Linked DNA regions of Neogale vison: region 2 is linked to region 1. The links are chromatin contacts, called in public Hi-C maps. All regions are on one chromosome and are shown on one strand. Each heading gives the region's core, a stretch centred on a gene start, on an enhancer-like site or on the middle of the called end of the contact. The rest is flanking DNA. Distances are from core to core; before and after follow the strand shown. Region 1 holds the start of SMG7 (protein SMG7). Region 2 holds the start of ARPC5 (actin-related protein 2/3 complex subunit 5).

Region 1 (3,999 bases), core at 526-3,025:
CTGATTTTAACTGTCTAGGGTGGGCTGCGTTCCGGGGGTCGGGTGGGGGTTATACGGTTATACATCCTGAAGCGCTGGGGTACACAGATCGAAAATAGGATCTGTAAACTGTCCAATAAGTCCTTTAAGCCATGCGAATGACCACCACTTCTCACACTCCATAGTATTATTGACCCCATTCTTTATTTCTGCTTTTTAGCCCCAAACCTGACACAAAACACACCTAATGTTTTCAAAAAGATGGGTTCGAAGAATGAAAATCCTTTTCCTCAGTGTCTTTCCTCGGAAGCTCCCGTCTGCCTCTAGGTTCTCGTTGATACTATTTTACCCCACGTTTTCCTCTGGGACCCTCAGGAGATACAGAGTGACGAGTTCTGAAACGCTGCGGACCCATCAGAGAAGTCTGCAGAGGGAGGAACCGGGAGGTCGGCCTCGGGTAACCCAGTGGGACCCCCACTGCGGGGTGCCTCCGAGAGGGACGGCAGTCGTGGGCGTTTCACCACGTCCCTGGCTCTAAATGCTGGAAAACCTCGTCAAGCGTGCTAGGATGGGTTCCCACACTCACTCCCGTGGCCTCCCCGCAGCAGGAGGTGGCGCGGTCGCCCAGGGCGAGTGGGCGGCGGTTCGGGGGATTTCGGCAAGGGGTCGACCCAGAGGCAAAAGTCCGAGGTCTCTCCCGGCAGGAGAGGAATCTGGGTCGTCGTGTGCCGTTCTCCTCCCTCAGGGACCCCGTCCTGGCGGGATCCCGCCTCTCCCGGCCCGAGGCAGTCCCGGGGAAACCCCTCGCCCGCCTCGCAGCTTCGCGCCGCGACCTCGCCCCGCCGCCTCGCCCTCGGCGCTCCCGTCCGCAGCTCGCGGGCCTTCAGGCCCCGCGTCTCCCTCGAAGGCCCGCCCCTCTTCACGCCCCGCGCTGAGAGGAAACTGGAGGTGGTTCCCGCCCGCAGGCGGGTGGAAAAGCCCACGGTGAATGCCTCGGGGTCTCCCATTGTTGCGGGAAGGGGAAAGGGAAGAGGAAATGAACTTCACCGCCCAGGAGATCACCCGGATTCCCAACCTGGGGGAGGCTTTCAGACGGAAGGGAAGCCAAGGGGGAACCCTGGGCACTTTCCCGGGAATCCGTTCGCGAAGGGAGGGTCACCCGGTCCGCACACAGTGGTTACTATGACAATACAACCACAGCCTCCAGTTGCCATGGCAGCTGCTGATCCAATCCGATTGGTTTCCTTTCTCTTCCTCCCCGGGCTCCACCCCATCCCCTTCAACAGTCTCCAGGCGTGCAGGAGGTGGGGCCCCCAGAAAAGGGGAGGGGGTCCTTAGCGTCACTCTCTGGGCCGCGAGGGAAGACTAGAGTTGAGGGACTGGCAGGCGGAACTGTAGGAGGAAGGGGCAGCGTTTCCGGTAGGGAAAAGTGGAGGAGTGGAAAAAGGAAGAGAGAAATTGGGTGGAGTGGAAAGACGGGGGAAGACTTTGAGTGTAACCCCTGGTTCATTTGGGCTCGATGTTCCCGGTGAGGCTGGGGTTGCCCCCTCGCGCTGGAGAGGGGTGGATTGGCCGGAAGCCGCCGAACGCCTCCAGCAGGCCGCTCAGCAGCCGCACAGGGGCCTCACAGCTAGCCGATCCCAAAAGGGAGCGCTACAGAGAGGCAGAAGTCACCCGGAGGGACGGGCGCCACTGAAATCTCGCGAGAGGGACCCCCACTTCCTTCCTCTGCTTCTCCCTCCTCTTTCCCCCCCGCCCCCTTCCCTTCTCCCTCCCCCTCCCCCCTCCCGGGTCGGAGTGTCCCTGCGCCCCACGGGCCAGAGCAGCAGCGAGAGCAGCTTTCCCCGCTCCCTCCCCCTCGCCTCACTCACCCCCACCCCCCCGCCGAGCGAGGAGGAGCCGGAGGAGAGGAAGATGGCGGCGGCCGCCAGCACCCGCGGAGCCGCGGGGCCGCTTCGAGGAGCCTGAGAGACCCACAGAGGCTTCGCGGGAAGACGCGGCGGCGGAGGATGAGCCTGCAGAGCGCGCAGTATCTCCGGTGAGTGCAGAGGTCGGTCCCGTACGTGGGGGGAGCTGATCGAGGGTTGGGGCACGGAGCAACAGCCACAGAGGTGGTGTGTCGGGGTGGCGGGGGAGTTGCTGTGTCCTCTCCTTCCCCGGCGGGGAGGCGGGGGCTGCGAGGGGGTCCGCGGGAGGGGGCGGGGCGGGCACACTCTCGGGTGCCTAGCCCCCTCCTGCCGGGCTGAGTTCCAGCGTAGCCAGCTAGTCCAGGTGCCGGGAAGGAGGTTAGGGAAGCGTGAGAATGTGTGTGCGCGCGCGCCCCCAGGGTCGCAGGCTCGCTGGCGGGGGACGTGGGTGGGGGCGGGGGGAGAAGGTGGCGGCGACCCCGAGTGGAGGTGGGCGTGGAGTCTGATCCCGGTGGTGGGGGTAACATTGTGTGGTGTAGGGTGTGGGATTGGTTGGGGCGATGCATGGGGAGAGGACGAGGTGGAAGTCTGCACACCTGTGGGGGGGGGTGTCGAGGAGGGAAGGCTAGAGGAGAGGGAGACCGCTGGAAACCCGAGTTTGTTCTCTGTTCTCGAATTGAAAGTGCTGAGGAATAATGTCCTCTGTAGTTAGTTGGCGAGGTGGGGGTGGGAGATAAAAGAGGGAGAATGGATGAGGAAGTGAGGAAAGAGGGAGGTACTATGGACGGTGTTGGGTTCCCCAGAAGAAACTGAGTTAGAATTAGTGTAGTCGGAAGATACCATTCTGAGTCGTGTGCATTCATTAAGAGTGGTGTAAGGAACTTGTATGTCGGAGGTAGAGTGACGCATGGGTACAGCGTGTGCGAGTATGTGATGTGTGTCTGGGTGGTGTAAAGGGAGCGACTGATAAACATTTTTAGGAAGCGAAACACAGATACATTGGAACCAGGTATGCGATGATGAGCATATTGAATAGAAAGACACCAGCGATTGTGCAGCCAGGAAGGTTCCATGGAAGCAGAGTAAGAGCTTGGAGGTAGAAAAAGAGGGTCAAAATCTTGATGGCAGAGAAATACAAGGTTGTTGGAGCCTGAGATTAATTGGAGAGTTACTACTTATTAGAAAAGGGGAAGGAAGGCCTTAAAACGGATCCTTTTTGTTTTTCAGGAGCAGAACTAAGGCAGGCTTATGGGAAGATCTTTAAAAAATTGGTTTCATACCTTGTAGAGGAGGGAATTGCATGGGGTAGAAGTCTGAAATGAGCAGAAAAGTCACTCTTTCTGTTTAGTGAAGTGAAAGCATTGATGATTGGCTTTCTGTATGCATATTACAAGAGAAGGTAGGTAGTAAGTTATATAGGAGAGTGGTTATTCTGCTTACGAAAGTAGTAATAGTTTCATTAAGCAGAGTGTGGAAAGAAGAGAGTGATGAGATCTTTGAATTATGGTTGAATGCCTGAGTTTAATAGTGACAGGATCCACACAACATATGTGCTCAATGACTGTAGGGTAGTTGGAATGTTCTCTTTCTATCACAGTTCTTTTTCTCCACTATTATCCTTTTATTATTTAACATGTCAGATGAACTTAATAAATACAACTGTGGGAAAGCTCTATAGTAGATGTTATAGAAGGGAGATTATGGGAACCATTAGGATAGTACTTAATTTTAAGGAATTTGCTATTTAGTTTATTAGGCAAGTAAATTAATAATAGCACAGAGTAAACTATGACAAGTGTCAAAAGATGCCAAGTATTATAAGAGTCCAAAGGCAGAAGGTTACATGAGCAGTTGGGGGAAATATGGAAAAGCTTCCTTTGTTCATTTGCTCATTCATACACTCATTATTCGTCAGTTTTTGGGGAGGCATTGTCTCAGTGGTAAGAATAGAAAAGAACTCTACCCTCTTCTTACTGAGTTTACAGTTTGTTAAGGTTCAAGGAGAAAATGCCACTCAAAATGGACCTTAAGGATAAGCAAAATTCTGCCACGTGTGGACTGAGAATGGGGAATCCAATGGAAGGAAACTGAGCAGAGATACTAAGATAGGAAG
Region 2 (3,999 bases), core at 869-3,368, 170 kb after region 1:
TGTTATTTTCTCTTATATTTCATAAAGGTTATTGAAACTGTTTTAGGTCATACCTATTAAATTTAGTCTTTGAAAGCACCAGTGAGTTAGCAAGTATGAGACACGGAAGGCCAATCAGACTGTCAGAATATACAGTCATTCCCCTAAAAGGAAAACCACAGAGTTCACTTGTTCCTCCATCTGTAGTGCCTGGCCCAGAGCTTGTCTCTTCTGGTTGCAACGAGAGAAGAGACAGTATCTTTTTATTTTACCATAGTGATTAAAAAGCAGATCCATTATATGGATACAGCCGTACCAGTTAAGACTCACCACCCATCAACCTAAAGTTAGTTCACAAAACATCATTTATCCACCACAAAGAGTGTTTTCAGACAGAGTCACGTCCACTGCTTATGTCTGGGAGAAAGAGAGAAAAACAAGTCTGACCAAAAAAAGTCCCCAAACCAAAAAACCCCTCTGGGTGGTGGTCAGCTGTTATTTTCAAGGGTTAACGGAACTTCTAGAAAAGCACGTCTTTTGCAGACTGGCTCATTTTTAAGAACTAAAGCATTTAAGTATTTAAGTAATGCAAAATAGCAACAGCTGACTGTGAAAGTTGTGGAAATCAAAAAAACATCTGTATGTTGATAAATGTTTAGTGCTGTATTTTAGGTGCCTTTAAGACTAGATATAGTTACAACCAATATTTTCACTCCTATTTCTCCATTATACTTTATTTAATAGGACACTGATGAGGAAAGGGTTTAGAGTCTTCCCTATCTTATAATACATTCAAGAATAATTAGAAATGAGTGAATTCAGTAATTGAGATTCTCTAAAATTACAGCATTAGTTGTTGCAACATTTACATTCTTCTAAAAAAGATGTGATGCAAATGCGCAAATTTATGAATATTCAAATATGCAAAAACAAAACCCAGGAACTGACAGCCGCATTTTAACTGAAATGGAAACGATTTCAGGGTTACAAAAATGATCCTGCTTTGTACAAATGACTCATCGTCTATTTTATTCACTGGGGTTTATTTTAAATATTTCCAGGGATTCTCCATATGCAATCCCTCTTTCCATTGTCCCTCGCCTAGCAGGTAAAAAGCCTCCAACCTTCCTTCTCGGGAGTTGGTTGTTCCGTATTCTTTCCCTTCCTCCCGGTTAACAAATTCTGTACCTTGCAATCTTTATCTTGCCAAATTCCTTTCTCTTTACATAATAATGCTTTTAAAAAACGCCCAGGGGCTAAAAGGACCGAGGGCCTCCATTCTGCAAACCGCCCCATCCCTCCCAGCAAGGAATAAACTCTCCCAACGCTGCCAAAACCAAACCACCAAAACAGAAGCAGCAGCCTGCTACTCCCAATCACAAATTTCTGGAGCCGAGGTGACTCCGGCCAGCACCGTCCTGGGGAGGCCAACGTGAGCGCCCCCCGAGAGCCAGAGGGCAGCACCAGATGCCTCCCCCCGCGCCGCGGCGAGGGCGCGGCCAGCCCCGCCAGTTCCCGGAGGCAGGAACTCCGGACGCAACCTGAGGAATCGGGGCGGGCAGGGCGCGCGGGGAAGGGCGAGTTTCCGAGGCGGGTCCCCGGGGTCTCGGGTAGAAATGGGAGTGTCCCCTGCCCTCTCAGAGCGGAGGACCCCAGAGAGACGGATTTAAGTCATGGGCCGCTGGGGGCAGCTCCGCGCCCCTGGCCCGGGGGGCTGCGGGGTCCCGGGAGAGGGGCGGGGCGGGACGGGGAAGGGAGGCCGGCGGACGCAAGGATATTGCCGCAGGCAGGAGTCCACCTCGCCTTCGTCGGGCCCGGCCTGCCCGTCGCCCCCGTCTTCCTCGTCCACGAACTTGTTCTCGTCGTACTCATCCACGTCCACCTTCCGGAACCGGGCCGACGACACCGTGTTCTTCGACATCCCGGATCCGGACCGGCGGCGAGAGCCTCCTCTGGGTTGCTGCCTCTACCTCGGTAAGCGAAGCCCACCAGGAACCCGCAGCCTGGCGCCTTCACTTCCCTCTTCCGCTCTGGGGCGTCGCCGGCAGTCAGGGCTCTGGCGCTTCTGGGCCTGCGCGCTGGCGGCGCTCCTTCCTCCTCAGCTTCATGCTCTTCTCTAGCCTCCTACGCCGCCCCCGCTCTTCCCCGGGGAGCGCGCGCGAGGGAGGGAGCGCGCTGAACGCAGTGCGCAGACGCGGGCTCTCTGCAGGAAAGGGGCGGGGCTGGGAGAAGGAGGCGGGGGCGGAGGGGGCGGGGCCGGGGGAGGGCCGAAAGCGGGGCCGCGGGCTGAGGGAAGAGGCAATTGGTCGTCCGGTGCCGTCATGTGATCCTCAGAGGGTTTCCATAGCAACGCTTCTCTGCGGTCCAGTCGGGGCGGGGGGTGGGGGGGGTCCTTAGCTTGGTGGCTATGGGCCCTGGGGGCGGGTGGCTTTTGCTGCCGCCGCCGCTGCCGGCGACCTGTCATCTGGGTCCTGCGTGAGGTCCGGCTGGCCCGGACTTGCCTGTGAGGTGGGATGGACTGGTCGCCGGACCGCGTCCCCTGCAGTTGGCAGGAGTCTGGGGCGGAGTGATGCGCGCCCGTGCGCCCGGCGTCGTTTTAGTTGTCAGAGACATCACTTCGGACCGTGCACTGCCGGTGGCTGCGCTCCTGAGCCGGGAGCCCCTTTCCCCGGGTTGGAGCTACGCTGTGCAGCCAGCGGGAGGTCCCCAAGGACGGAGTCGAAAGGTCATATCTTATCCGTCAGTGCTGTGTGACAGCATCCCGACGGCACCTGCAGAGTAGGTATCATATCCGTCGGGAGGGAGGGGGGGGTTCTGGGCAGGGGCCGGGGTGGCAAAACTGGGGCGAACCTGTGGAGTTTGGGGTAGGGTCAGTCACGGACATCTTAAAATGAGTGGCTGTTTGGAGCAAGATTGTTAGAAAAGGACAGGGGCGAGTTCCGCTCTCCGGCGATGTGGGGAAACAAAACGTGTGAGGATTAGTGGAAACCAGATCTTGAAGATTTATGTTTGTGACTTAAGATTTGTATGATCCTGCTAGGCCAGCTTTTCCTTACATTTGACATCCTCGTTTCTGAGAGCAAAGCTCTTATAAGAAGATAGAGTCACTCGCACTAAAGAAATGGTAGGTGTGCTCTGTGTATAACACTGAAATACAGATATTTGCAGAATAAAATTATTTTGGACATTCAGCTGGACGCTGCTCAGATAGCTTTATGTTTTCCTGACATCCTGTCAGGTCTAGCTCAATTCCATCTCAAGCTGAAAGCCGGTTGTTGCCCTGTTAACACCCCAATCCTTAGTTTCCTGTGCTGTATTGAAGAGAGCACTGGACTCAGAGTCGGGAAATCCTGGCTCAGGTCTTTTCGACTCATAATCCATTTGATTGAGGCATTCCACTTAAAATTCTGAATTTCAGGCTCCTCGTCGCTGAAGTGGAGCTAATAATGTGTACTTCACGAGTCTGTTCTGATGATTAAGTACAGGAAAGTGTTCCGAAGCTCTAAAATTCTATGTACATGTAAAATACATGTTACCTGTACCATTGATTTTGGCACTAGTCTTATGAATTATTTAATGACAGATCATGTTTTATTTCGTTCCTGGAAGAGATCAAAAGATTCTGGAGGGCAAAGACTTGTCTTATATTTATTTTGTATCTTATTTACATCTGATATAATGCTCGGCATGCAGGTAGAACTCAATACATTTAAGTACTCAGTTATTCATTGATGAATGCATAAATGTTTGAAAGTCAGAGTGAACATAATGAATCAGTAAGGAAAGGAAGAGACATCTCAAAATCAACCATTTGTTGGACAGATACGCATACATATGTATATATGTGTATCTATATCTACATTGACATGTATACATATGTATATATGTGGAGATATAGACATATATATGTGTATGTATATGTATATATGGAGAGAGACAGAGGGAGTTCTCAGGAATGGAATGCATCCTTTCTTGAAAGGAAGAAGCAATATGGCATTTTTCTCTTCTCAATTAAATCAC

The links. A called contact is a pair of places that touch in the nucleus more often than the background predicts.
Region 2: a contact with region 1 is called in a Hi-C map of muscle, with 5 times the contacts expected there. The contact joins the promoter of ARPC5 here to the promoter of SMG7 in region 1. A contact is called at or near these places in 3 of 3 Hi-C or Micro-C datasets (fibroblasts, muscle and tongue).

The regions. Positions count from the first base shown.
Region 1 is chr10:50,120,684-50,124,682 of ASM_NN_V1, forward strand. SMG7 (protein SMG7) reads left to right here and starts at 1,776. Exons shown (of 24, transcript XM_044267264.1): 1 at 1,776-2,017. NMNAT2 (nicotinamide/nicotinic acid mononucleotide adenylyltransferase 2) reads right to left here and starts at 401. Exons shown (of 15, transcript XM_044267272.1): 1 at 224-401.
Region 2 is chr10:50,286,898-50,290,896 of ASM_NN_V1, forward strand. It overlaps ARPC5 (actin-related protein 2/3 complex subunit 5), which reads right to left and starts at 2,119. Exons shown (of 4, transcript XM_044267275.1): 1 at 1,758-2,119. The coding sequence starts at 1,900.